2 separate regions of the Mus musculus genome follow, and region 1 is linked to region 2. A link is a contact called in public Hi-C data. All regions are on one chromosome and are shown on one strand. The core of a region is the stretch at or near the end of the contact, and the rest is flanking DNA. Distances in the headings are between cores, read along the strand shown.

Region 1 (5,440 bases), core at 1,487-3,986, 71 kb after region 2:
AGAAAAAGGGCTAATTAACAAAGGTACATTATGGGATTTATGGCTTTAAACACAGGAAATTCAGCATTTGGGGGAACTTTGTCCTAAAATACCTTCCCAGTGGTCCTTTGTCTTTTAGTTTACATATATTGACTGAATACAATGCTGTTCTGTGTTGGGGAGGCTGGACAAATATTGAATATCATGGGATATTGCAAACACAGTCTCTCCCTTTATGGAAGAAAGAAAATGCAAGATGCTGCTTACCCATCCTCCTTTACAAACTTTGTCTACTTGTGTATGGCCCCATGTGACTTCTACTTGAGGTAAATTGAATCATGGTGGAAAGGATGGGGACCTGTGCTGGCAAGGATAGTGGTGACAGCCAAGTGGGGCTACTGGCTTGAAGGCTGGTAGTCATGTTATAGTTGGTTCTCATTGCTTTATCTTCAAAGCCAACCGTATTGCTGCTGAGTGTGGTGCCAGTTGCATTTTGTGGAGTGCACAGAAGAGGAAATGGACAGATGGAGCAGCTTTGCTTGGTTTGGGCAATTTTGTGTTCCTATCTAAAGAAAACTTTGAGTCAGATTTGAGTCATAATTCTTGAAACTTCTCTTTCATATCCAAACTTTAAATAATAAACCAGCAATGACAAACCATGGTGGAAGGGCTACATGAAACACAATAACTGAACAAGAAGAGTACAGAAGAGAGAAAACCTGAGCCAAATTCAGCAGAGTGTGTGCAAATAACCTGGAGGTGTGGGGTTTCAAAGCAAAATTCAGAGACTGTTGAAGTTAAAAGTCCAAAGAAGCAATTTGGAGAATCTAGGGGACCATTATGCATTTTAAGCTACAAGACAATGTGGTTTTAATTTTAAGTTGTTTTAAAAATAAAGTGAAAGCAGCATAGAAAATAGCTTAGAATTGAAGGTTGAACAGGAGATATTAATTCAGAGGTCAAGAGACTACATTTAGGCCAGGGCTACAGACAACCTGCCATGTGTACAGGTACCAGGCACCCAGGTCTGGAATGCATGCCAAGAATGTATGACAAAAGGACAATGTGTTTGTTTGGCTTGGAAGTAGGAATGGAGACAGATCTTAGGATGACACTAGAGATCTGATTGGTGAAATGTCCTGCTTGTATGGAATGCTGTCTTCGCATGACATATAATTGCCCTTTTGGACTCTTAGCTAGCTCTGTATATAGTTACTGACAGGCAGATTGGGCCCATTTACTTTCCCTCATGGAGTATGGACTGACTTGTGAGGCTCTGATTCTCCCAGAGGATTTATAGGCAATTAATGTTTGCTGAGTGAAAGTAAGAGCCTTTTTCTTTAGTGCTATAACCACTCTGGAATTGTTCATTCTCCTGTAAGTGACAGGGTCAGCAAGCTTGACTAGAATGGGTTTGTTTGTTTGATTGTTTTTAATGGTCTATAATTGATGTCCTGTCTGGGCATCTATCTGCCCAGGAAAAGTTTGCACAAAATTAGTCAAAAGCATGAGAAGGAAGATGTTGAGTTTTATATTCTGCATAATAGATAATGAGTACATGGGCCATATAGGATGCCAGCTCAGCTCATTTGGAAGTAAAACAGGTGCCCTAGAAATAGGGCTATGTCTGGTCACAGGGACTGGATGGGACATGGATGGATAACAAAAGAATTATAGGGCCATATATTTTCCAAGTTTATAATAAGGCTGCATATTCTTCTTAATTAACTAATCAATAAATGTGTGAATGTGTAGTGCAAGCACAAACTCATGTGTGTATACATATGTAGCATGTGCCTTAGAGGTCAGAGACAGAAGCCCTCTAATACTAAAAGAGTATCCTTCTCTACCATGTTTAACCTTCTTTTCTTGAGACAGTTTCTCTTTGAGCTGGTAGCTAGTAAGCCCTTGTGATTTTCCTGTCTTTAACCAACAGTCCTGGGGTTACAGGTGTTATTTGGTCAGAGCATATTTTTACCCCCATGCTGAGGATTTGAACTCAGGTACCTATGCTTGCACAGCTGCCACACACATATATCTTCCATGTAGAGTGGAATATTCCAGGAGCTGATTGCTTATATTATTGCTAACTGAGAAAAATAAATGGTCAGAACAGCCAGATATGTGTGTAGTTGATTTCTCTGGGTTAAGAAGAATTTAGAACTTTCTTCTTTCCCTATGAATACACAGATCTGTTTTCCTGATGTCTGCACTCACTGCATTTCCTCCTACAGAAGGGGGCAGTTTTGTACAACACAGGATACTTGTCATGCCTATACTGGTTACTATAAATAATCTGACTCTGTCTTAACTCTTGGGGTTTCTGATATTTGCATAGTTCAGTACAGGGAGCACTTTGAACTATGATGGTAACTTCCCCAGTTATAAGCAAATCTTTTACATTTTAAAATCTTCATTTTGGGGGTTCCTCAGCTTTGTTCTGGGCGACAAAAAAATCTCTCCTTTCTTATCTTTTCCCTTTGGCTTGATATTTTAATTTTTTGAAGCCTTGTGTATCTTTCTTGAGAAGAAAAACACATATTATCCCTCTTTGGGTAAAGAACAGATTTTGAATTCTGATGCTGCTGCAGAAGTATTTTTCACAAGCTTAGTAAGGGGTTGTTTGGCTTTGCTGTGCAATAGGAATCTTCAGTGGAGAGTGCTGTGAACAATGAAAACAACCAGCTATAGCCTAATAAAGCAGAAAACACTGGCCCACTCATCAGGGCCTCCACCAGCCATTTCTGAGGATGTCGGGTATGCTTTGTTAGATTCACAGCCAGAGACACACTAAGCTTGGATTCTGTTTGAATGCAGAGGGGCTGTGTCCAGGAGGCTTCCTGAGAGAGGGTGTATCTTGCTTTTTGTTTTCACAAAATAAAAATAACAGAAATGTTTCAGCCACATTCAGAGGCTGGAGAGAACCGTCCGTTCATGAATGCTAAGAGGAAATTAATATTCTGCACACGGACGGCAAGCAGTTTATTCTGAAGTTCATTCTGAGGAGGTAATGACGAGGAAAATGACAAAGAAAACTGTTACTGACCATTACTGAGCAATCACCCTGTCATATTACAGAGATAATTTAGATAAATGTGGGGTTTCGCAGTCTCCCAGGGAGACAGGCTGCTGATGTCTTTGATAATGGCAACCTACTTAAAAGCTTCTTCTGACAAATGCATCACTTTATCATGCAGATGTGAAACAGACATGCCCATGCCTGCTTGTTGGACGTAGTAACAGCATCCATGAACTTTTCCACCCATGTTGTTCAAGAAGACTGTCAATCCTTGCTCCCAAGGACACATGATGCAACGGCCTATGAAGGCTTTGCATCTACTGTGAAAGCAGTGTTTGGAAACATAAGGTAGTTAATAAATGACTGCCACACATACCATATTTTTGTCCAATTGACTTCTATTATTTTAGCAGCTTGCTAATTATACGCTGTGGAAATTTGGAGGCCGGTAACAGACTCTCTGTTCCATCTGGTCAACTCAGCTTTCCCAGAGCAGACTTGTCTCCAGCCTAACATCGGTAGGACTTTGGCGACCATATGATAAGGACAACTGTCACATGAGAATGAGTATGCTAGGTGAAAAGTGTTCCAACAAAGAAGACAAAAGTTCCTTGAGGTGTTGACATTTTTTCTCTCTCTTTTATGTTTGTGGTACTGGGAATCAAATCCAGGGTTTCCTACACACTAGAAAGTACTCTACCATTGACTTCAAACCTAGTTCCTATTTTACCTTGGAAGTCATGGAGTGCTCTCTGGCATCATCTATGCCATTTAATTTCAAGAGAAAAGTGCTCATTTAGAGCATGGATAATGGATGCATAAGTTCTGAGAATATTTTATCTTGAAGAAACATAGGTCAAAGATGATTCTGATCTATGTACATTTTTAAGCAGTCCCAAGAAATGACTCAGGTGTAGTAGTCACATGGAGTAAGGCTAGGGAAGAAAAAGAAGGGCCTATTCCTTCAAGCCAAATAGGAGACTCAAAGCTAGACAATTGCAGTGCTCTAATTAGGCAAATGGGCATAGAACTGAGTTCCATCATAGGGAACAGGGTATCAAATTTTAAGACTACTATGACAATGTCATGGATAATGAACATGAAATTCAAGTAGGATAATTATGATTACTAACAACAATTTTAAGGATTACGGACCTCATTGTGAAAATAACCAAACATATTATATTTGTTTGAGGGAAAACAGGCAGGCTCTCTTTAGCTCCTCATCTCAATGGGCAGGAAAGTAAAGAGGTACTTAGACCTGACAGTCAGACAGTGGAGAGGATTAAGTTCAAATGTTCTTCAGCAAAATTCGGTGGTGACTGGAAATAAACAAAACATTGTGTATTTTAAAGTAGCTAAAAGAAAAGATTTTTAATGTTCTCAGTGTAAAGAAAAGATTGGGGTTTCAGGTAATGAATATGCTAATTATCCTGACTTGATGGCTCTGCATCATTTCCATGTGTAGAAAAGCCACTGTGCATATCATGAGTATGTATTAAGTATCAATTAATGAAAGAGCCTAATTGTCAACTATTATTTTGCACAATTTGGTTTTTTTTTTTAATTTGCTTTTATTTTAATGTGACTAATTAATTGGTGACTTCCCAGCCTCTCACTGGTGGACTTGGAAAAGAGTAGCATTTGGTATGGTCATCCTATTGCAAGTGTAAGCTCTATAACCATAGCAAAGAAATCACATCTTGGTGACAAGTCAACCTCTGCATAAAAGAAAAGGAAAAAACTCTAAGTTAAATAAAATACAAGGAATTTCTATAATAAGTCACATTTAAAGAAGAGATCTCATTTCCACAGAAAATATGATGACATCTTTTGAGGATTTTATGAGGTTTATGAGTTTATTTTTGTGCTTTTTAATTATAAATAAGTATGTGGTATGGTTTTAGTTCAGTGAACTTAATATTGACTATACTTAGGTTGATACCATATCCTAGCCATCATGAACAGTGCTATAATAAACATAGGGTTCGGATAGCTGTTCTACATAGTGATTTTCTTCTCTTTGGATCTACACTCAGTAGTAGTATTGATAGATCTAGAGATATTTCTAGTTCTAGTTCTTTAACTCCAGATGGCTTTCTATAATGGCTCTGCTATAATAATTTACATCCCACATTTAATACCTGGGTGGCCAAATGGATACAGGAAATATGGTACATATACAAAATAGAATGTTATTCAGGCACAAAATAATGCCAACAGATGGACCAGGAGATCATTGTGTGAGGTGTTATTCTACAGGCACAGAAACATAGTGCATGATTACAACACTCGCATGTGGAAGTCAAAAGGGTTGCTTTCACTGAAGCAGAGAGTAGAATAGTATTTATCAAAGGTAGGGGAACAGGAAAAGGGGAACAGATGGTTACCTGGTATGGGATGCTGCTGGTTGGGAGAAAGATTTCTAATAATCTGTAGTGC
Region 2 (4,894 bases), core at 2,272-4,771:
GGGAGTTCTGGTAGAAAGACTAGAACTCTGAGAGATAGTCAGAGGCAGGGGATTCACCGTGGACTCTGAGGAAGTCAGATTCATGAAACTGAGGAGAGATAACTAGCCACTATTTGGTAAACATAGAATAGTTTAAAGCTTTTGAGTACAAGCTAGTCAAGAAACAAGCCAAAGCTTATGGCATAGGCATTTATTCATAAATAAATAAGCCTCTAAGTCATTATTTGAGAACTGGGGAGCAGATTGAAAAGTTGCAGGCTACAGATAGCAGATACGGGCACTTCATGAACAGTCTGCATTCAACAATGAATATTCAACCAAGAATACCTGGAGACATCCAAACCAACCAAAACCATAGAGATGAGGAAGGGTTAAGAATGGGCAGAAAAAAAAATGTTTTCAGGAATGTTTTCTGTAAAAGGAAACAAATTTGATGAAACACTAGTGTAAGTGAGAGAGAGCAGGAGGAAGGCCTTCTATTCATTTCTTAGAAGGAGAATCACTACTGAAGAACAGAGAGGAGATTCAGTGCACAGTATAATGACTGACCTAAGAGGACACTCTTTATGCGGATGGGGAATGGGTTGAGCTCCCACCCAGCATCCGTGGAATGTGCACGGTGAAAGCAGCTCACTACTCAGTCCCTTATGCAGAAGACCTGTAATAATGGTCATGGAATCCTATTTGAATAAGAAGGGAAGTGGGCACTGGAGGGAGATGCAGACCAGGTAACCATAACATGAATAGACTGGGAATCCTCTCTGACTGGAACCCCGCAAATTGCGCAGGGAATTTTAAATGCAATAGGATCATTAACACTGCATCTTTCTTGAGGATAAGGATAAAGACAGAAAATCGCCTTTCTCCTTCTTTTTCTTCCCCTTATCGATTTCTCTTTCTTCTCTACTTCCTTTTAGAAAAAGTACATGTACTAACACATGCTCTGTGAATAGACTACCTTCAGAGAAACGCATGAACCAGTAAACATGAAGCTCTCTGGAAAATGCTTACAACCTCAGCCAGACTACAGACTACAGAGGACGGTTAATTGGTGGTGGTGTTTTAAAATAAAAGTTATTTTAAATAGGGGAAAATTAATTGTGAAAAATTCAGGCAAACTACCATACAGTTTTCAGCAAAAGGAGAGATTCAATCAAACAAAATGCACCTCGTGAAGTCAAGAGCAGATTACTAAATTGCTTAAATTCATTTCCATCTCCACATGCAGGCACAGCCTGAGTCACAGCTCAGTCCAAAGCTGGGTGCTTATGAAGGCAAATTATCTGTCTTGGGTCAGCAGGGTTCCATTGCACATAGAGCCACCGCAATTTTAAAAGTGCTAAAATTCTACAGCATTTCAGTATGTGTCCTAAGCCAGAAAGAATTTGCCATGATATAAATAGGGCCCAGGAGAACCCTATTAAATCTGCAGCATTGCAGGAAACACGAGGGCAAAGCAGTGCATGCTGTTCATCTGGCTTTTCCCAGCTATGGCATGCAATTACACATGGTAAGGGACAGCTTGGAGAGGCTCACACATCTAGCTACACATCTGGTCAGGGTTGGCCTTAGGAATCACTCTTTTCAACCTTTGTACTCATCCTGTGTGCTTAATTCAGCTACTTGTCCTTGAGTGAAGCAAGCACAGAAGAGACACTTATGGAAGGGAAATAATATACTGTATACTGGTGTTTAGAAGTATGTACAGAATGATCTGTCATGCTGTGATGTTCCCCAGTAGCCTGTGTATGTGTCATAAACATACTATTCCTCTGGGAAAATGGATGCTCCATTTACTCTGCTTGGATTTGTGTGTGTGTGTGTGTGTGTGTGTGTGTGTGTGTGTGTGTGTGTGTGAGAGAGAGAGAGAGAGAGATAGAGAGAGAGATAAAGACAGAGACAGAGAGTCAGAGACAGAGCACTGTATCTCATAAACCTATATGAGTAGTTATATGCTGAGATTTTAACAAATTAACTATAGCACATTAGCGCATGCACCAGGGAAGCAGATCTTCACCTTTCCCTCTGGCCCACTAAGTCCAATTTCCCATACTCCTCCTTCTTAGGTAGCAGACCTTCACCTGTGTTTGTTCTGACTCTCTGTCCCTATTCTATGGCACTAACTACATCCTGGTGGAATGTTCTCCTTTACTCTCTCCTGTGGAGCTGCTCAGTCCCCCACCCCAAACCATCCCCATTTAAGTGTCAGCTCCCAATACCAGAAACACATTTCACCAGGGAAGCACAGTATCCACAGAAGAATTTCCTATCAGGCAACACACAGCCACCACACTCTCCTAAGAATAAGAGGGCAACAGAAAACAAAAGGAAAAAAATCCACCTAACAAAGAGAAGACCAAATATCAGCACCTTGAACTACAATCTTCCAAATCCTAGATACTTACAATCCAGAATGAAAACACATTCATTAGCATCTAGGATGATAAGTCTCCTTTGAAGCCCAGCAACCCCAACACAGCAGACCCTCAGTATTCCAACATAGCTTAAAAACAAGAAAAAGACCTTGAAACAGCCTTTATGAATATAATGAGGTACTTAAAGAGGGAACAAATAAACCCCTTTAAAAAATCATCTGCAACACAGCAGTGGAAGGAAATGAAAAGAACAGTTCAAGACCTGAAAGCAGAAATAGAATCAATTAAGAAACCCAACTGAGGAAAATCTGGAAATGAATAAATTTAGGAATTTGAGCAGGAAGCTCAGAGGCAAACCTCACTAGAAGAATATAAAAGATGGAAGAGAGAGTCTCAGGCATTCAAGACACAGCAGGAGAATAGAATATATTGGTAAAAGAAAATGTTTAAACTCTAAAACTCCTGGCACAAAATATCCATGAAATATTGGACACTGTGCAAAGGCCAAATCTAAGAATAATAGGCATATAGGAAGGAAAAGAAACACAAGTCTAAGGCTCAGAAAACATTTTTTTAACAAAAATCATAGAATAAAATTCTCATGATCTAAAGAAGGAGATGCCTATCAAGGTACAAGAAACATACAGAACACCAAATAGCTCAGACTAGAAAATAAACCCACGTTAGCACATAATAATCAAAGCACTAACTGTATAGAACAAAGAGAGAATATTAAAGCTCCAGGGGAAAAATGACCATGGCCCAAGAGTTACACTTGACATCTCACTGGAGACTCTGTAAGCCAGAGGGACTGGGTAGATGTTCTACAAATTCTAAGATACCACAGATGGCAGCCCAAGCTACTATACCTAGCAAAAGAAAGCTATTTTGTTTGTTTGTTTGTTTGTTTGTTTGTTTTTCTGACTTGACAGCAAAAGCCTGGCACTTTAATTGCCTCCTACTCTGAATTCTTTACACATCATACAGATTCTGCAAGGGCATCTATTGGGCTCATTTTATCTCACAGTCTGTTCTATGTAAGGTTCAAGGTGAGCAGTGGATTTTGGTAACTCCCTTGTTTCTGATCAGCAGTGGCTCTTTGTCTTGTTTTCTTTCTGTGCTACATAGAATTGACCACTTGAGTGCAGCATTGAGTTGGCTTGAACTAAACTACTGTCACCAAGCAAGCGATCTGAACTCTGAAGGAGCTGACAGACAGGAAATGAATAATTCTCCACGTACGTCACTGTCTCAAAAATGACAGTGGGCTTTGCTACAGAAATTTATTTAAAAGCAGAACACCCTTGTGTGCCCCTTGTGGGAGCTTTTGACAATAAATGACTTGTTTTTTGATAGTTTTAAGAAGAAAACTCACATAGCAAATCGGAGTCAATGCACAAGCCACAATGGAAAGCAAGATTAGCTCTGCATTTGTTCATGATATGAAAGGGCACATCTGTTCTGGTGACCAAACATTCCCTCAGTCCTTAGGGTTCAACATACCTGAAGGAAAACGTTCCGTAAGTCAGATTTTCTCAACAACAGGTTGATAGCTGTGTTTTACTTAGTCAAGCAGTTTCCTGAAATGCCCAGTGCACTGTACAGATGCTGCAGTCTCCCAAGATTCCAGCGATGGCTGCAAATAGAGGCTAAGATGGTCTACTGAGCTCAAAGCCATGCCTCTGCAGGAATCTGACAGTCAAAACCAGAGTCCTACTGCTCTGTAAAACAAAATGGAGCCTGATGTTCCAAAAGCTGGGAAAGAACCAGAACCAGCCCTGGGAAGGACATTGTTCTTCAGAACCTTAGCCTTGTCTCTACTTTTCTCCAGGATCTGAAAAATAGAGTATGTTTTAATAGTTGGTGTCTCCTGAAACTCCAATGGAAATGTGTAATGAGGGATGGGAGTTTCTCTATAATTCTAAATTCTGTTTACCTAGTCTCTGGTTTATTATAAGAGTGTTTACGACTCATTTGCTAATCCAGTAGACATCCTCTGAATATCTAGCATGTATCCAGCACAGAGGAGACAAAGATGAAAGAGAGATTGAGGCTGTGTACTAAAGAGTTCCACAGTATAGGGAAAACAAAACATACACCTGAAAATAACTATAAACGTGCTGATTTCATTCAGGCTCTGACACCATTATCCTTCTACAGATTATTATTGTGTAATAATAACTAAATTATGCTTCAGAGGGTAATCTCAGAGAACAGAGGTCTAATTTTCTGGATGAGAAAGGTGCATTCCAGGGTATAAGGGTTGTGGTCACATAGTTGGTGTAAAATCCACAAAAGGAGTTGGATCATTTCCACTGACAAGAATATCATTCCAGAATGGAGGACTGTTGCAGAGATACACTGCAGCCTGCATTTCCCTGGAAACTCTAAGTGCTCAGTGGAAACCTTTAGTAGATAGGTGTTTATTGACCTTATTTTAAGATTTCTCCTGGCTTCCTTTGTCTGGACATGTCTCACCACTACGTTCTGTACTGCTTAGTCTCTGAGATTCTTAGTGG

Evidence for each region. Hi-C and Micro-C count contacts between places; a contact is called where the count stands out from the background.
Region 1: a contact with region 2 is called in a Hi-C map of the N1E-115 cell line, with 5 times the contacts expected there. The contact joins two enhancer-like sites. A contact is called at or near these places in 1 of 15 datasets of contacts at CTCF or cohesin (CD8 T cells), 7 of 484 Hi-C or Micro-C datasets (the G1E-ER4 cell line, the N1E-115 cell line, cerebral cortex and 2 more) and 1 of 115 datasets of contacts at active chromatin or transcription factors (stem cell-derived epiblast-like cells).

The regions. Positions count from the first base shown.
Region 1 is chr2:22,026,510-22,031,949 of GRCm38.p6, forward strand. No RefSeq gene overlaps it. Among named protein-coding and RNA genes, the nearest start is that of Gm39767, 65 kb to the left of the region's middle. Within about 2 kb of position 2,737, at least 34 of the 459 cell types and tissues checked have an H3K27ac peak or open chromatin away from gene starts, as enhancers often do. A contact at or near this core is called in the N1E-115 cell line, where this site is marked.
Region 2 is chr2:21,955,025-21,959,918 of GRCm38.p6, forward strand. It overlaps Gm39767 (a long non-coding RNA gene), which reads right to left. Exons shown (of 6, transcript XR_866004.1): 2 at 3,879-4,096. Among named protein-coding and RNA genes, the nearest start is that of Gm39767, 6.7 kb to the right of the region's middle. Within about 2 kb of position 3,522, at least 68 of the 459 cell types and tissues checked have an H3K27ac peak or open chromatin away from gene starts, as enhancers often do. A contact at or near this core is called in the N1E-115 cell line, where this site is marked.